2 separate regions of the Ovis aries genome follow, and region 2 is linked to region 1. The links are chromatin contacts, called in public Hi-C maps. All regions are on one chromosome and are shown on one strand. Each heading gives the region's core, a stretch centred on a gene start, on an enhancer-like site or on the middle of the called end of the contact. The rest is flanking DNA. Distances are from core to core; before and after follow the strand shown. Region 1 overlaps PTGES (prostaglandin E synthase). Region 2 overlaps PTPA (protein phosphatase 2 phosphatase activator).

The links. A called contact is a pair of places that touch in the nucleus more often than the background predicts.
Region 2: a contact with region 1 is called in a Hi-C map of tail adipose tissue, with 2.4 times the contacts expected there. The contact joins two enhancer-like sites. A contact is called at or near these places in 2 of 16 Hi-C or Micro-C datasets (hypothalamus and tail adipose tissue).

What each region holds. Positions count from the first base shown.
Region 1 is chr3:6,790,298-6,792,937 of ARS-UI_Ramb_v3.0, reverse strand. It overlaps PTGES (prostaglandin E synthase), which reads right to left. Exons shown (of 3, transcript XM_027966307.2): 3 at 1,853-2,484. The coding sequence ends at 2,235. Among named protein-coding and RNA genes, the nearest start is that of PTGES, 12 kb to the right of the region's middle. Within about 2 kb of position 1,352, at least 8 of the 54 cell types and tissues checked have an H3K27ac peak or open chromatin away from gene starts, as enhancers often do. A contact at or near this core is called in tail adipose tissue, where this site is marked.
Region 2 is chr3:7,321,245-7,323,884 of ARS-UI_Ramb_v3.0, reverse strand. The region is part of intron 8 of PTPA (protein phosphatase 2 phosphatase activator); the gene reads left to right. Among named protein-coding and RNA genes, the nearest start is that of PTPA, 26 kb to the left of the region's middle. Within about 2 kb of position 1,319, at least 52 of the 54 cell types and tissues checked have an H3K27ac peak or open chromatin away from gene starts, as enhancers often do. A contact at or near this core is called in tail adipose tissue, where this site is marked.

The DNA.
Region 1 (2,640 bases), core at 103-2,602:
ACCGAGGGGCCAGGGCCGAGGGGCTGCAGCCGCTGCAGCTCTGAGAGGCAGCCCCCCCACCCATTTCCAGGGTCACGCGCTCCTCATGAGTGTCGGATGCCCTCCTCCCTCGGGTCTCATCTGGGCACTTTGCCTTCTCAGCCCCTTTCCCCAGAAGGGAAAATATTAAAATACAAGTGCACGCACTGGGTCTGCGCCTCTGTTCTACCCCGGCTCAGGGACGCTGGACAAGTCGTGGTTCCTTCCAGAGCCTTTCCTCATCAAAAAACAGAAATATCTCCCTCCTGGGATGCGTTTAAGCTTCAAGTGGGGAAAAAAAGTTGTGAACACCACGCCCAGCCCCTGCTTAGCAGACAGCAGGCACTGCACATGGGACTGCGCCTTCCTGTTTCCCAGATGTACAGTGGCAGCCCTTGAAGGGACGGTCCAGTGATTTAGATTCCATGTTTTCAATGCAGGGGACGCAGGTTTGATCCCAGGCGGGGACCTAAGATCCCACATGCTGTGGTACAACTAAGACTATGTGCTTTCATGAAGACTCCACACAGCTGATAATAATAATAATATAAATATTTGGGGGCTTCCCTGATAGCTGAGTTGGTAAAGAATCCGCCTGCGATACAGGAGACCCCGGTTAGATTCTTGGGTCTGGAAGATCCGCTGGAGACGGGATAGGCTACCCACTCCAGTATTCTGGCCTGGAGAATTCCATGGACTGTATGGTCCATGGGATCGCAAGAGTCGGACTCCACTGAGCGACTTTCACTTTTTTCCTTTTCCTGAACAGAGGCTCATCTCACCACCAGGGGGCAGTGTTACCCACTGGCAGCTCCCAGGGCGGCCGGAAGCGGGCCTCAGAATTCTTGGGAGGCCTGGGGTCCCGAGGGAGGCCCGCCTCCATCCTGCCGCCCTACTCAGCAAGCTCGTCAGTCCTCCGGGGCAGAAGTTCAGGGGCTGCAGGGTAGTGGGAGGGGGCGTCCCCAGATCCTAGAAGAAAGGAGCAGTGCTGGGAGTGGGGGTGGGGGTGGTTGTGGAAAGTGAGGCTGGAGGGCGCAGTGGTTAGAGCCGGTTTGGGAGCCAGACCGAAGCTGGGTTCAGAGCTGATCCCTCACTGCAGGGAGTCCACTCTGAGCTTTGGTTTTCTCCTCTGCCAAAATGCTGGCCTAGTGCCCCTCCTCCTTGCCCGTGACAGGAGGTGGAGTGAGTGTCTCCCAGGAGTCGGCTTGCATTCTGTGTGGCGTAACGCCCTAGTCTGGGCGTGTTTGTGTGTTTGCCCCAGACACAAACCCACAAAAGTGTCCAGGGAGCCAGATCCTTGGCCAGCCTGGACAGCAGTGAATGGCCAGGAAGCAGCAGCCAAGGCGCTGAGCTGGTCAGACAGTTCATCAGCGACTGAACCCACACGGTCTTAGAGCGAGTCCAGGGACACGGCGGTGGTTTTCAAACCTCACAAATACGAAAGGAGCCGGAACATTTCTTCTAGCCGTTGGTCCTTCAAAGCCCATCATTCTTGACTGACAGCGCTTTGGAGCAACTACAGCCTCAGGAAGAGAAGGCCAGCCTTCCTGGTGGGCCCTCCCGATCAGCACCTGTGCCAAGGATAGGAACGTCCAGCCAGGGAATGTGGCAGATCACAGGGAAGTGTCAGCGGGGCACGAAGGCACACAACCCTACCCCCAACCACTCAACTCCCATCCTAAGGGAAATTCACACCCTGCCTGTCCTGGGCCCTCCTGGAGAGAGAACTGGCAATGGTACCCAGACCCACCATTGCTGGGACTCCCAAGGGAGCTTTCAAAAAATGCAGATGCCCAGACTCCCCTCTCGACCAGCTGAACCAGAATCTCTGCGGTGGAGGTGAGAACTCCTCATTTATTACATCCCTGGATTCAGAAGGTCGTTAGGTTCCAAAACGTGAACTGAGTCTCTGTTCGCTTTTTCCAGCGTTGGGGAGGAGGAGGGAGGGAGGGAGGTTTTTACAGTGGAAGAATTTTCTATCAATCGTGACAGTCCATCTCTAAACAGTTCCAAATCAGCCGCTTCACCCAGGAATCCAGGGGACACACGGGCAAACACACACAGGTCCCCTGGGGCCAAGATCGCGTGCTCAGCCAGTTGCCAGGAAACCCAGCCCCGGGGCCTGTCACAATCTCAAAGGGGCCATCGGTCCCCCAGGTTCAGCCCCAGTGGCTCGTGGCCAGTGGTCTGGCGGCCGAGGTGGCGTCCATGGCTGGTCACAGATGGCGGGCTGCCTCCCAGACAATCTGCAGGGCCATGGAGGCGCAGGGGAGCTGGGCCAGGGTGTAGGCCAGGGAGCGGGTGGGCGCCCGCAGTTTCCCCAGGTAGGCCACGGTGTGTATCATGCGGCCCAGGAAGAAGACCAGGAAGTGCATCCGGGCGATGAAGGGGTTCGGTCCGAGGAAGGAGTAGACAAAGCCCAGGAACAGGAAGGGGTAGATGGTCTCCATGTCGTTCCGGTGGGCTCTGAGAAGAAAAAGGGGTGCAGTCAGCCAGGTGTCAGCTTCGAGAATGTCCTGGATGCTGGGACCCTCTGCCCCCAAAGGCCCTGCGCCCCTGGGGATCATCTCTGGCATACCAGACTGATGTCCACTGTGGCGGGGACAAGGAGGTACCCCAGAG
Region 2 (2,640 bases), core at 70-2,569, 530 kb before region 1:
ATCTTTCAGGATTTGAAAGAGCTCAACTGGAATTCCATCACCTCCACTAGCTTTGTTCATAGTGATGCTTTCTAAGGCCCACTTGACTTCACATTCCAGGATGTCTGGCTCTAGGTGAGTGATCACACCATCGTGATTATCTTGGTTGTGACGATCTTTTTTGTACAGTTCTTCTGTGTATTCCTGCCACCTCTTCTTAATGTCTTCTGCTTACGTTAGGTCCATACCATTTCTGTCCTTTATCGAGCCCATCTTTGCATGAAATGTTCCCTTGGTATCTCTAATTTTCTTGAAGAGATCTCTAGTCTTTCCCATTCTGTTGTTTTCCTCTATTTCTTTGCATTGATTGTTGAGGAAGGCTTTCTTATCTCTTCTTGCTATTCTTTGGAACTCTGCATTCAGATGCTTATATCTTTACTTTTCTCCTTTGCTTTTTGCTTCTCTTCTTTTCAAAGCTATTTGTAAGGCCTCCTCAGGCAGCCATTTTGCTTTTTTGCATTTCTTTTCCATGGGGATGGTCTTCATCCCTGTCTCATGTACAACGACACGAACCTCCATCCATAGTTCATCAGGCACTCTATCAGATTTAGTCCCTTAAATCTGTTTCTCACTTCCACTGTATATTCATAAGGGATCTGATTTAGGTCATACCTGAATGATCTAGTGGTTTTCCCTACTTTCTTCAATTTGAGTCTGGATTTGGTAATAAGGAGTTCATGATCTGAGCCACAGTCAGCTCCTGGTCTTGTTTTTGTTGACTGTATAGAGCTTCTCCATCTCCGCTAGGTGGTGCTAAAGAGACACTGAACTTAGTGGAGGTTTTGATAACAGTTGAGGTAGAGGCGTGAACCGGGAGGAGGCTGCACGCCCTCGAGTTCTAGGTTGTTCCGCACGCTCTGTTCAAGGCCTGGTTCTCCCCCTGGATCTGGTGCTTGGGCGTGGTGGGCGGCGCTGGACGCTAGTAGGGGCATGCCGCAGAGCTCAGAGTGCTGGCAGGGACTCACCTATTTGGCCAGCCCTGAGCCGGCTGGTGCGGTTCCTGTTGAAGGCACACATTGAGCTAGTTCTCCAGAGTCTGGGCTCAGCACCCAGACAGGGCTTTCGCAGCCCCTCGGTGGTGGTGAGGGAGGCCCTGACTGACGGTTGCAAGGAGCTCTGTGTGCCGTGGCCTGCGTGCTGTGGCCGGGGGCGGGGGCAGTGTTGCCGCTGCAAAACCAGGGATTCGCTAGGGCTGGCGCAGCTGGGAGACTGAACAGACGAGTCGGAAAGGAGACTGGGCCAGCCTGGGACCTGCCCTGGTGGCCCTGGGCCTCCCGCACAAGGCCGTCGTGGGGCAGGCTTCTCCACCTCAGGAAATGCAGCCCTGGCGCCTTTAAGAGCCCAGGGCAGGCAGGAAAAGAATTTCAGTTTCAATCTGGCTTCTAAATTTGGAGTTTTGGGAAGGGAGGGATCAGATTTCAGCTGGAAGGGAAGGAGCTGACAGGAAAGCGCTGTGCAGAGCCTCCCCCCCACCCCATCCCCCCTCAGTTACTGACAGAGGAACCATTTACAAAAGGCCGATTCTCTTGGGAGTGAAGAGGCAGGAACGCAGCGTCTGTGAGTAATTTCCTGCTCAATATGGCTGCTCTGACTCACAATTCCCCTGGGGTCACTGCGGGACTGCAGCTCGCTTGCTCCTTCTAGCTTTCTCTTCTCCCTTTGTGGCTAGAATGAGCTAATTTTTTTTTTTTTTTTGTCTTCTCGACCCCTTTCCTTTTTCTCCTCATCTGTTTTCCTTTCCAGAGTTACAGAGGCTCCTTCCAAAGGACTGAAGGGTGGGGGTGGGCCAGCCCCTCTAGAGAAAGCATCTTTGGCCTTTCCAGGGAGGGGGCCAGGGCCTCTGGGGCCTCGGGGCTCAGGCCTCCCCCTGGCTCTGCCAGGGTGCCAGAGAGGCCTTTCGGCTTGCCATCCTGTGCCCCTAGTGGGGAAGGCTGGCCGACGCCCCCTTGCTAGCCTTGGCCTAAGAGCCGTTGCTGAGCAGACTCGTGGAGCTGCAGCTGTGACAGGCCAGCAGGGTGCCTCCTGGGTGGTTTCTCACAGGGCTCAGTCCAGAGTGAGACTGGTTCTATAGCTCCAGTGATCCCTGAGCTTCTCAGGGCCTGGAAGTATGCAAGAGAGGGCTGGAGCCTGGCACTCCTCCTGTGGGGCAGGGCGCCTGGGGAAGGGGCGGGGCGAGGGGAGGATGGGGGTGGAGTCTGATGGAGTGGGGCTCCGGAACAAGCTCTGAGGGCTGAGGGCGAGGGCCAGCACCTGCAGGCTGGGGGCTCCTGGCTGCCTTCCTGCAGGAAGGAATCTTAGAGAGAGGAGGGGGAAGTCTGGGTGAAGGGACCAGCCCAGGAGAAGCCCAGTGGGGACCTTGGGCCGTGGCCTCACTGCTCAGGGAAGGAGCCCATTGTCCATGCTACTGAACCGGGGGGTTGAGACAGGTTTTTTGGGGGGACTTGGGCCAGGGGAGGGAGATGACAGGGGTAAAATGGCAGCGTTTTCAGCTTTGATCTTGCAGTTTTGTAAGAGTTGCCCTCCCTGGGGGAGTGAGAGAGTGAGTCCACAGCCATGGGTGAGGGCTTTGTGCTCATGGGGCCCGCACTCATGCCCCAGTAC